Linked DNA regions of Anser cygnoides: region 2 is linked to region 1. A link is a contact called in public Hi-C data. All regions are on one chromosome and are shown on one strand. Each heading gives the region's core, a stretch centred on a gene start, on an enhancer-like site or on the middle of the called end of the contact. The rest is flanking DNA. Distances are from core to core; before and after follow the strand shown. Region 1 holds the start of MAN2C1 (mannosidase alpha class 2C member 1). Region 2 overlaps CSPG4 (chondroitin sulfate proteoglycan 4).

The links. Hi-C and Micro-C count contacts between places; a contact is called where the count stands out from the background.
Region 2: a contact with region 1 is called in a Hi-C map of liver, with 2.4 times the contacts expected there. The contact joins the enhancer-like site here to the promoter of MAN2C1 in region 1.

The regions. Positions count from the first base shown.
Region 1 is chr11:13,174,873-13,180,013 of Taihu_goose_T2T_genome, forward strand. MAN2C1 (mannosidase alpha class 2C member 1) reads right to left here and starts at 2,007. Exons shown (of 26, transcript XM_048081441.2): 1 at 1,853-2,007; 2 at 1,481-1,606; 3 at 722-845. The coding sequence starts at 1,980. SIN3A (SIN3 transcription regulator family member A) reads right to left here. Exons shown (of 21, transcript XM_067003969.1): 21 at 3,742-4,722. The coding sequence ends at 4,492.
Region 2 is chr11:13,238,016-13,243,156 of Taihu_goose_T2T_genome, forward strand. It overlaps CSPG4 (chondroitin sulfate proteoglycan 4), which reads right to left. Exons shown (of 10, transcript XM_048081497.2): 3 at 4,544-5,141; 4 at 3,839-4,318; 5 at 3,406-3,582; 6 at 1,548-1,746; 7 at 1,297-1,428; 8 at 1,050-1,204; 9 at 608-791; 10 at 1-223. Among named protein-coding and RNA genes, the nearest start is that of SNX33, 12 kb to the left of the region's middle. Within about 2 kb of position 1,911, at least 1 of the 3 cell types and tissues checked has open chromatin away from gene starts, as enhancers often do. A contact at or near this core is called in liver, where this site is marked.

The DNA.
Region 1 (5,141 bases), core at 757-3,256:
GGCGGGCCTGACAGAGCAGCGGGACGGCCGGGGTCTGGTCCCGTGTTCTGCAGGGCCCTGCTTCCCACCAGAACAACCGGCACGGGAACTGCAGGGCCAAAGCTGACCTGTGCTAGTCCTGACAAGAGTCTGACCTGTTATTCTTGTTGGCACTGGGGATGTACATCGCAGGCCCGGAGCTTGCCTACCTGTCTTGCAAGACATCTGATAATGCCTAAACAAGGGATTTCCACCTGGGACTACTTTGCAGACCAGAATTTTAACTCCTGTCAAGGAGTCAACCCCTGGGAAACACTCGAGCACACCAGCAGCAGGCTTGACTTTTGGGACTGAACTTCAGAAATAGCTCCCAGACCCTTTGTGGCCCACCACAAAGCACAGCAGGTAAACCACGAGCGTCACCCTCTCTCCCACGCCCCGTACTAGCTCCTACGCAAACACTGCCCCTCCCTGCACGGCAGCTTCTCATCTATTTGCTATTTACCTATTTTACACAGCTTACCTCTTGAGGCTGAACAACCCTACAACTACACATCCTCTTTATGTTTTCCCTCACGATCACACTGTCCAGGCCTCCAGCTGTTCTTGTCCACGTGTTATTTCCCTGCCACGACACCTGCAGGCATTACTCCATAACAAACAGGAGGGGGTTTCTGCTATCCCGTTAGAGAGGGGTGAGGGAAGTAACTGCTCTGCACGCCCCTGATCTGCACCTCCTTACCTGTACAGGCTGGCCATCTCGCCACACCATGCCTTCCCCATCGCTCTCCCAAACAAAGTGCACTTCCCGCCCTGCCCACGCCGGGGGGATGCTCAGCTCCACCTTAAACCAGCAGGTCTCCCACCTGGAAGAGAGCACGCAGCGACCTCACCGCGCAGCTGGGACCTTCCCCCAGGGAAGCCGCTCGTCCTCAGGGCCTCCGTGAAGAAGCACAGCGGGACACCGCACCAGTGTGGCGTGTCAGTGTAATGAAGCTGCGCGGCCCCACGTTTAGCCACCTTCGGTTTAAGCAGCACACAGCACCTGCATGGTCCTGTGCCATTCCGCTGCACTTCCCCTTCCCAGCCTGACCAGGTCTAACCAAGCAAAGCTTCCACCTCGTGGTGCTCGCCGCCAGGCACCGCTAAGGGCTGGGCACCTAGCAGCCTGCTGAGCGCCGCGCCGCGCGGGGTGAAGCTCCCTTCCCGGCCGGCAGACGCAACCGCGGCGCTTCCCGGCGCTGCCGCCCGCCCTCCCGCGCGGCACTCCGGCAGGCAGCGACACCGCAGGGTGCCGGGCCTCGCGCAGCGCCTGAGCCGGGGCAGCCCGTCCATACGCGCGGACCTGCGGCCTTCCCACCGCCGCTCCTAGTCCCTGGGCAGGCCGTGGCCCGCCGTTACAAACAGCGGCACCGCCGCCCGTCACCCCGCCAGCCGCTGCCGAGGCTCCCGGGCAGCCCCGAAGCAGGCAGCGGGCAGGGCACGGCCCCCCGGTACTCACGCGGGCCCGAAGGAGTCCCCGACGGCGGCCGGCCCGAACCGCCGCCCCACGGCCTCGCCGTAGGGGACGCGCAGCGGGCTCTGGAAGCAGGAGAGCGCGGCGGGCGGGCGGCTGGCGCCGTACAGCCTGCGGGGGACACGGACGGGGCGCGGCTGCAGGGACGGCCCGGCGGGGACCGGGCGAGCGCCCCGCGCCCCGCGCCGCCCCCGGCCCCCCTCAGCCCGGGGCCGCCCCAGCTCCCCTCAGGCGCCCGAGGGGGAACGCGAGGGGAAGGGGGGGGGGGGGCGCAGAGCAGGCCGCGGCCTCTCCCCTCGGCCCCCCGCGGGGCCCAGCGCGGCGGCGGCGCCCCGGGGAGCCCCGGCCGGCGCCCACCTGCCCCGCAGGTTGCAGTCGGTGAAGTACGCGGCGGACACGAACTTCTCCACGCGCTCCAGCGCCGTCCGCCGGTGCTTCAACATGGCGCCCGCCGCCATGCCGGGGGCCGCGCCGCCACTGCGCATGCGCCCGCCGCGCAGCCCCCTCCCCCCCCCCGCCCCCCCCCCGCCGGTGTAATTAAGCAATTAACCGGCTGTAATTAACCGGGAGGGGGCGGCGAGGCCCCGAGCCTCGCCTCCAGGCCCCCGGGGGTCCCCGCTGAAGGAAGAAGGGGCCGTAGGCATGGCTGAGCCCTGATGTTTTAAACGGGCAGGCCGCGCCACGGCCACGCTCACAGGAGTTGTAGGGGAATCACACAAACGCAAGCAGTAACGCTACATAAAAAGTAACGCTAAATAAAAATAAAACCTTTTTTTTTTTTCAGTTATGGTACAGGCTGGGGGCCTTCCCACCAGTGCTGAAACCGTGCAGGAGCAGGCTGCTGGGGCACCCCCGGCGCTGCGCCCATTTTACAGCTGGGGAAGGAAAAGGCCTCAGCACCCCCGAGCTCGCCTCCAGACCCCCTGGAGCACACACGGGGGGGGGGATAAGTGTGTAGGATGCAAAACCAAGTACTTTAGAAGGGAACAAGGCAGGTAATTTATTGCTAGCAAACGCTGCGTGGTCCCCCTGGGCTCTTCCCCACTGAGCTCTTCCCTTCTGGGCTCTTCCCTCTCTTTTTCCCCCATTTTCCCTCTCTGCAGGAGGCTCCCGCTCGCCCCCACAGCCAGATCTGCCTTCTGCACAGTGCCTGCACCTGAGTTCAACCCCTCGGGGCCCTGCACAGACCCCTCTGCTCTGCCGCCACGACGGGTCCCCCCCAGGCCTGCCCCCCTCTCGGCACGCAGCCGCTGCCCCAGCTCTGCCCGCCAGCTCCAAAACCCCTGACAGGTTAATGCAGCAGCAAAACCCCGCTCCAAAACACCAGGGACAAACTTGGTGTGCTCAGAGCCTGGTTCGTGCAAGGAAAACTGCCTCCTGTGAGGTGGACAGATAGTGCAGCTGGCTGGTATGGCTTACAAAGCCCATGCCAACTTCATTTTAAAAGCAGAGTCTTTCCCCGTGTTTAAGTATCTGCTAAACTTCTATACTTAAAAAAATATATATATATCCCACACGTGGCTTTCACTAGTGAAATGCACCGACACCCATTCCACCCCTCTGCCTTCTCTTGCACGCGCACACAAACGCACACACAGAGCAGCTCTGTCAAATACTGGTTTGGTACTTAAGATGTTTTCTTCAATACTGAGAGGGAAAAATACATGAGCACAATCAACCCCAGCTAAGTAGCTCAGCAACACTTCCCAAAATCAAAGGTCCTTGGAGCTGGAAGACTAAGTGGATAAAAATTATCCACCAGCAGAAAAAAAATAAATAAAAAAACCTAAAAGTTATATAATGTATATTTATATATCTCAACAGACTGCTCATACCTTGGCTGTATTAACCGCAAAACACGCGCGCTGCTTCTGCTTCTTCCTCTCGGATTGTGGAGCCGATCGCAAAACGGTTGGACGTGCCCCCTCTTCCCCACCCCAACAAGCGCACGCTGCACGGTGCCTTTCAGACCAGGGACAGGGCTGTGGGTGAGCGAGCGTCTTCCTCCAGTAAGAACAAAGACATTGTTTTTATTTACAAAAAAAGGAGAAAAAAGTTTCCACACAAAAGCACTACAATGATAACTCCCTTTGGTAAAAAGTGTAATAAATGTCTTCGTAGGTCTGTCTGTCGGTACTAATTCTCAAGCCACCTGGTACTATGGTACACAAGAAGCTAGTACAGTTATGCTAGCACATCAAGCATACTTCCTTTAATAAAAAAAAAAAAAGAAAAAAAAACAAAAATTGACAATTTGTACATTTATTTACAAAAAAGGAGGGGAACATGTTAAAATTGTGTTGTTCTCTGTTGTGTGTGTGTACGTACATGTGTGTGAAAAGCTGGTGCATGGCACTAGGAGAGACTAGTAAACAAGCAGGTACAAAAAACAGTTCCACTGGCACTAGAAAGGACAGACCGATCTGCACTGGTTGAGTCCAGCATGGGAGGGAGGAGAGCCAAGTGAGAGGGACCGAGGGGCTGCTCCGTGAGGCCGGAGTGCCCGGGACCCCACGCGGGAGCCCAGCCTGCTTGCCGCAGCGTGGCAGAGGAGAATCCAGTCCGCGACAGGCACCTCTGGGCTTCGGGACACATCCAGGCAAGGAAATCTGAAGACCACCGAGGCATCGGGGTGGTGGAGAGCCTCCTCCAGTTCTCTTCCCTCGCCGCTCAGGCCGCCGGGGAGTTAAGCCCCAACACTGCTGGTGCGTACGAGCTCGTTGTGTCTCTCTGGGACCGCTCAGCTCAGAGGAGGGTCCGTCCCTCCGGGGCGCATGCTGAAGTCAAGGGGCCGGCGGCCAGGGGTCCCAGCAGGCGCTGGTGGAGAGCCACGTTCCTACAGAGAAATCCCGCTGGTGACAGCTTGTACCAGCCACGCACTAGTCAAGTGGCCATGTTACGGAGATACACAGTGAGGGGAGAAAGGCATCTTCCTCGTTTCCTTGATGCGCACGCACACACACACATCTCCCGGGAGCTTCCCTGGCCCAGGGCGTTTACGGTGTCTTGAATATCGTGCCGTATTTGACACGGTACTTGTTAATGCTCACAAAGTGCAGGGTCTCTGTGTCACAGGAGGTGGTGCAGGGCACCAAGCCCTCCAACCCTTCGCCCATGAGCCACTTGCTCGTCTCGGCTGCCATCTCGCGGGTGACGTGCTCCTTGGTCCATTTGTCCACCCAGGCCTGGAACCGCTGGTGCAGCCGCTTGCTCACTCGTTCGTGGGACTGCAGAAACAGAAGAGGTGTTACGAGGAGGTGGCTCCAGCCCTCGAGCTGCAGCGCGACACAGCTCTCGGCAGAGGAACCAGGCTGCGCGTCAACACAACCGCGGGGCGCAGCGCCCGAGGCAGTGGGGAACGCAGGCGCTGACCCTTGCCAATGGCAGGGGAAGAGGAAGATGCTGCCCCCGTCGCCCCCCCTAGCAGCGAGCACACAAGCAGAGGCTGGGATAAGCAGAGCCCTGCACGCACGGGGCCAGCTCAACAGGCATCGTACGTGCTGGCAACACGATTGCTACGGAAAATGAAGAACAGTTGAGAAGCGCTGGCTTAACAAAAGCAGCACGATAGGAAGAAGTGCGCGTGTTGTTGAGTCAGAGCATCTGTTTAGGGAATGTCAAATCCAGGACAGATGGTTTAAAACCA
Region 2 (5,141 bases), core at 661-3,160, 63 kb after region 1:
TAGGCCAGGCGCCCGGCGGCCAGGTCCGACTGCAGGAAGAAGGGCTGCGGCTGCCCCAGCACCACGCCGGCCACCGAGAGCTGCCCGCGGAGAGGCAGCCCCGTCACCAGGAAGACGACATCGTGCGCGGCCCTCTCGGGGACTGAGACTTGGCTCAGGAGGTTGGACGCGTCCAGCAGCGAGGTGCCGATCTCTGCCCGCTCAGCCCTGGCGAGCCGGAGGCCTGGGAGAAGGAGGGAAAACCCAAAGCGGCATCAGAAACGGAGGGATGCGAAGAAATGGAGAGGAATGGGGGAGGAAAATAGGATTGATGAGGCTGGCAAGACAACGGGAGGAAGGCACTGCGTGGATAGGGCCAGCAAAGGATGGACGTGGTTTGTCAGATGTCGGTGTGGTATCAGAGCTCATGCTTGGAGGGAGCATGGGAAGTTGTACAATTGTGCTTTTCCTTCAGACAAACAGCCTCTCCTGACGTTTGCACAATCCCCCCCCTCCCTGCCCGAGTGAGCGGATTGTGCAAACCTCAGGAGAACTTGTTTGTCCCTTGCTTCTCCTCCAGCCACACTCCGCACCATCCCCCGGGCTGATTTTTCCTTTTTTTTTTTACCTGCATTTCTCCATAACTGAGTCGAGCGCTGGGGGCAATTTGCCTCGAATGATATCAGCACGAGCAGGATGAAGGAGTCGGAGATGGAGGTCGGAGTCACCACGCGGAAGCGGATGGCGTCCTGGGCGAGCCAGAAGGGCTCCTGTGGCATCTCGTGCTGGTAGAAGATCATCCCGCCGTCCACCTAGGAGGGGAGAAAGCTCGCTCATTTCTGCTTAATGGCAAAATAACCCCAGCAGATGATGCCGTGATGCCATGACCCATCTCATTTCTGGCTGCCGTGGTGTGACTGTCACTGCTGGTGCCAGTGCTGGAGCCGGGGACTTGGTTTGGCTCCACCAAGGAGGCACCTTTCCGGCAGGAGCTTTTCACCCAGCAAATGGGGTGGGACCCCCGAGCTGTGGGGCTGATGGAGGGTCTCCTGGAGGAGGCGAGACCTCACCTGGGCTTGGGTAAAGTTCCTGACTTCGCCCCCGCGGGCGGTGCGCAGCCGGCCAAGGCGCGGGGCTTGCTCGATGCTGTAGTAGAGGGCCGTGGGGCTGGTGGGGCTGCTGCTCACCGCCTGCAGGTTCTCGCTCGTGAGGGGTTGCAGAGCACCTGGAAAACACGCCGGGGGGGACATCAACCCTGCCCCTCTGCCCCCAGAGCAGCCTGGCTGCCGGGACCCCCGCGCGCTGCCCCCTACCCACCTGGGCAGAGGGTGAGGCTCTGCTTCTTGGCCAGGCTGAGCTCCTCGCCCTGCGCCCTGACGAGGAAGAAGTGCCCAGGGGACAGGTTCTCGCCGTCCCACAGGTCGAAGGCAAAGCCTCCATCCAGGGGCCCTGCAGAAAGTGCGGAGCTGGGGCACGGGGCAGCCCCCTAACCTGGCACGAGGGGGACCTCGGTGCCACAGGGCTTGGGGACAGGAGTGGTGCCAGGGGACGCCTCGTCCTGGACGTACCTTGATGCACAAAGAGGACGAGGCCGCTGTCGATCTGCGCCTGGGTGAAGCGCCGCACCTCCACGCCGGGCGCCGGCCTCAGCACCACCTTGCCATTGACTGGGGGCTGGATGGAGAAGGTGACCTCCGCCGCCGGGCTGTCCTCGTCCTCGGCACGCAGGGTTTGGGGGCCGATGGTGGCCGTGGCACCCTTCCGCAGCTGGGGGACAGGGAGAGGCTGTAACCCCCCCGGGGCACCCCGGCCATCCCCAGCCCGTCCCTGAGTGCTGGTGCCTTGCACCAGGAGGCATGTCTGCGCCACACAAGGGCTCCTTGTGCATCTGCTGGGCAAAGCACCCGTGCCCTGGCCTCCTCCCAAGCCCTGCATCACCCCGTGCCCATGTTTCCCAGCACGTACAGGGTGCGTGCTGCCCATGCCGCCCCGCAGCCAGCCGTGCCACCCATGTCCAGGGACGCTGCCACCACGATCCCACAGCACCTGCATTCCCCAAGGGGCTTTTCAGTCCCTGGGGCTCCTTCTGCTGGGGCTGCAGGGGGATGAAGGTGAGCAGGAGGCAGCACTATGCCCCGTTCCTAATCCCCTGCCCCATCCCTGTCCCGCAGACACCAGGATTAGGATTATTCCTGCGATGTCAGGTCCTGCGCGCCCTCCCCAGAGCCAGCTGCGTCGGGTTAGCTTAGCTTTTCTCCTCACTTTCCAGCTGGCCGATCCCCAAACATTTCTTGAGTGGGTGTGGGTGCCGGCAGTGAAATCAAATCCGTCAGCAGCCCCCGCGGGACTGGGGGAGAGAGGCCGGGAAGCGCAGCTTTGGGGAGGCGGGATGGGGGAAGCGCTGCGCGGGGGCAGCCTTGCTGAGCGGGGCCGAGCACACCGAGCCCCACATCCGCTCTGAATTATTAAAGCTGCGCTCCTGCCCTCCTTTTCTGGCTTATTATGTCTGCTCACACTCCGTGTCACCTCTGCACTCTGGGAGAGCTGGCGTGGAGGCAGCGAAACGGCGCCGGCAGCACGGCAGCGCAGCGCAGAGGGCAGCAGAAGCCTCCCTTGGTGGCATCCAGCCACCCTCCTGGCAGGAGGGAGCGCAGCCCGCAGGGCCTGATCCTGCCCGTGTGGACTCTGCACCCTGCCACTGGCGTGCGTGCAGCAGGGGAAGCTTTGTGCAATCTCCGTGCCGGGCCCGGGCTGACCTTTAAACACTGAAGTCATCTCTCTGGGAGCGCAAACACACGCGCGGCCCCTCCTGCATGCTGCTTGCTTTGTCCTGCGCAGGACAAACCTGTGCTTCTGGGTGTATTTTTTATTATTATTATTTTTTTCCTGTCTTTTGATGGTTTTATAGTGGTTGGGAGGGAAGGTAGAGCTTCTCCGAGTGACTGTGCTGCTGGGCTGGCTGCGAGGCAGAGGAGGGGTTAACGCGACCCTGCAGGGGTTTGGGCACAGCTGGGGCAGAGCGGGGCTCAGTGCCCTACAAAAGGGATTTGCTGGAGGGGGGCTGCCTTTGCTGGGCTGGGGGGGGCTTTGGGGTCGAGGGCAGCATGGGCAGACCATGGGCTGGCTGCGGATGGGGACCCCAAACTTTGCAGGGCAGCCCCCCCTCCGCCTTCCTTTGGGGTATCCCTGCTGGGGTGGGAGAGGGGGGGCTGCTAGGGAAGCAGGGCGCGAGGAGCGGTGAGAAACCCGCCTGAGCCCCGCTGCGTGAGCCAGCCGCCAGCAGCCGCCGCAGCGGAACGATGCTCCCACCTTGTGGACAGCTTCAGCATCGCCGGGGGAGGAGGAAGAGGAGGAGGAGGAGTCGGAGAAGCCCTTCCAAGGCCGGCCCCAGCCCCTGTTTACCGGTGCCCCCCCGCAGCCCCTTACCTGCAGCCCGGCGTTGATGCGCAGCCGGGGCCCCGCCGTGCGCCGGGGCGCGATGGCCACGAAGATGGTGCGGGGCTGGCTCTGCCGGCCGCTGTCGGAGGCGTTGGCCACCAGGGTGAAGCTGTCGGCCCGAGCCCGGGGCGCGTCCTGCCTGTATTGGACCTCCTGGTTCTCCACCTGCGGGGCAGGGGCTGGCTGAAGGGCCCGGCTGCGGGGCGCGGGGGGGGACGGCCCTTGGGCACGGCCCCGGCACCACGATAGGGAGAGGGGCTGGCACCGGTGCTCTGCCCGCATCTCCTCCCCGTGGCCCCCAGCGTTGGGTTTGGGCTTTCCTCCCACCACACCAGACCCGGACGGGGTGAACCTGCCACCCTAAAACCCTCCATCCCAGGGGCAGCCCCCCTGCAGCCTCCCCGTGGCCCCAGCCCCGTACCTCGCTCCAGGTGAAGCTCTGCAGCCTCTCCTCCTCGGGCAGCTTGGTGTTCAGGAGGGTGCCGAAGCGGGGGGACTCCAGCACCCTGAACTCCACGCCACGAGCCACGAAGTAGTCGCTGGGGATGTTGAGGACGGCTGTGGAGAGGACGGCGGAGCCTCCTCCCGGCACCGTGAGGTTGCCGACGTCCAGGGGGATGGTGGCAGGGAGCACGCTGAGGCTCACTGCCACCCCCTCCAGGGGGTCTGCCCCCCCCGCTGTGACATCCACGACGAAGTGGTCCCGCTCCTCCTCTGGCTTGGAGTGCAGGTAGAGGACTTGGCCGCTGTTGATGTCCTCCTGGGTGAAGGACTGCACGGGGTCGAGGCTGGGCGGCTCGTCCGAGTCCCGGCCGTGCTGAACCATCACCAGGAAGCCGGAGGCCGGGGGGCTGCTCACCAAGTAGACGATGTCCTGGGGGGGGATCTCTTCGTGGGCCACCTGGGAGCGTGGGGGAGGCACGGTGTGAGTGTGGGGCCGACATTTGCCAGGGGTTGCTCTGAGGGTCATGGCAAAGCCAGACCTGGGCTCTGCCCCTGGGCAAAGCCTGACGTGGGCACAAGTCCTTTGGTCATTGCAGGTGGGGGTTAAATAGCCCCCCTGCAAGTCTGGTGTCCGGGGAGGTGATGTGGGTTTTGGGGAACAAGCAGAGAGGGGGATACTCACCAGTAAGTGCTCCTGCTTGATCTCGGCCGCCTCCCCCTGGAAGACGTGTATCTCCTTGTTGTTGACAATGTGCAGGGGGCTTGGGTGGGTGTCCAGGAAGATGGTGATGGCCAGCGTGTCCTCCACCGCCACCTCGTTTGCTTCCACGGTGAACTGGAGCTCATCCCGGGCGTTCCTGCTCCCGTTGTGGCGGTAGGAGACCTCTCCTGCCAGCAGGTCCCTCTGGGAGAAAGCCATAACCGGCTGCCCCCCTCTAAGCACGGCCCCCCACCTCGGTGGGGTGGTGATCAGGAACCGTATCTCCTCGTCCGACCTGATGTCCATGTTGGTCTCCAGGCTGAGGACGGAGGCGTCGATGCTCCCCTGGCTCCCCTGGGGGATGGCAAGGCCGGTGTTGTTGACTATCTTGATGTAGGGCTCTGACGCCTGCACTTCCAGGAGGGCCGTGGTCTGGTGGAGGCCGTCTGAGACCTGCAGCTGGATCCAGCCCCGGTCAGCCCCGGAGTGGACAAAGAGGATCTTCTTCTTCCTCAGGTCATCCTGGGTGAACCGATAGAGCTGGTGGCTTCTGTCATCGACGGACACGATGCTGCCAAAC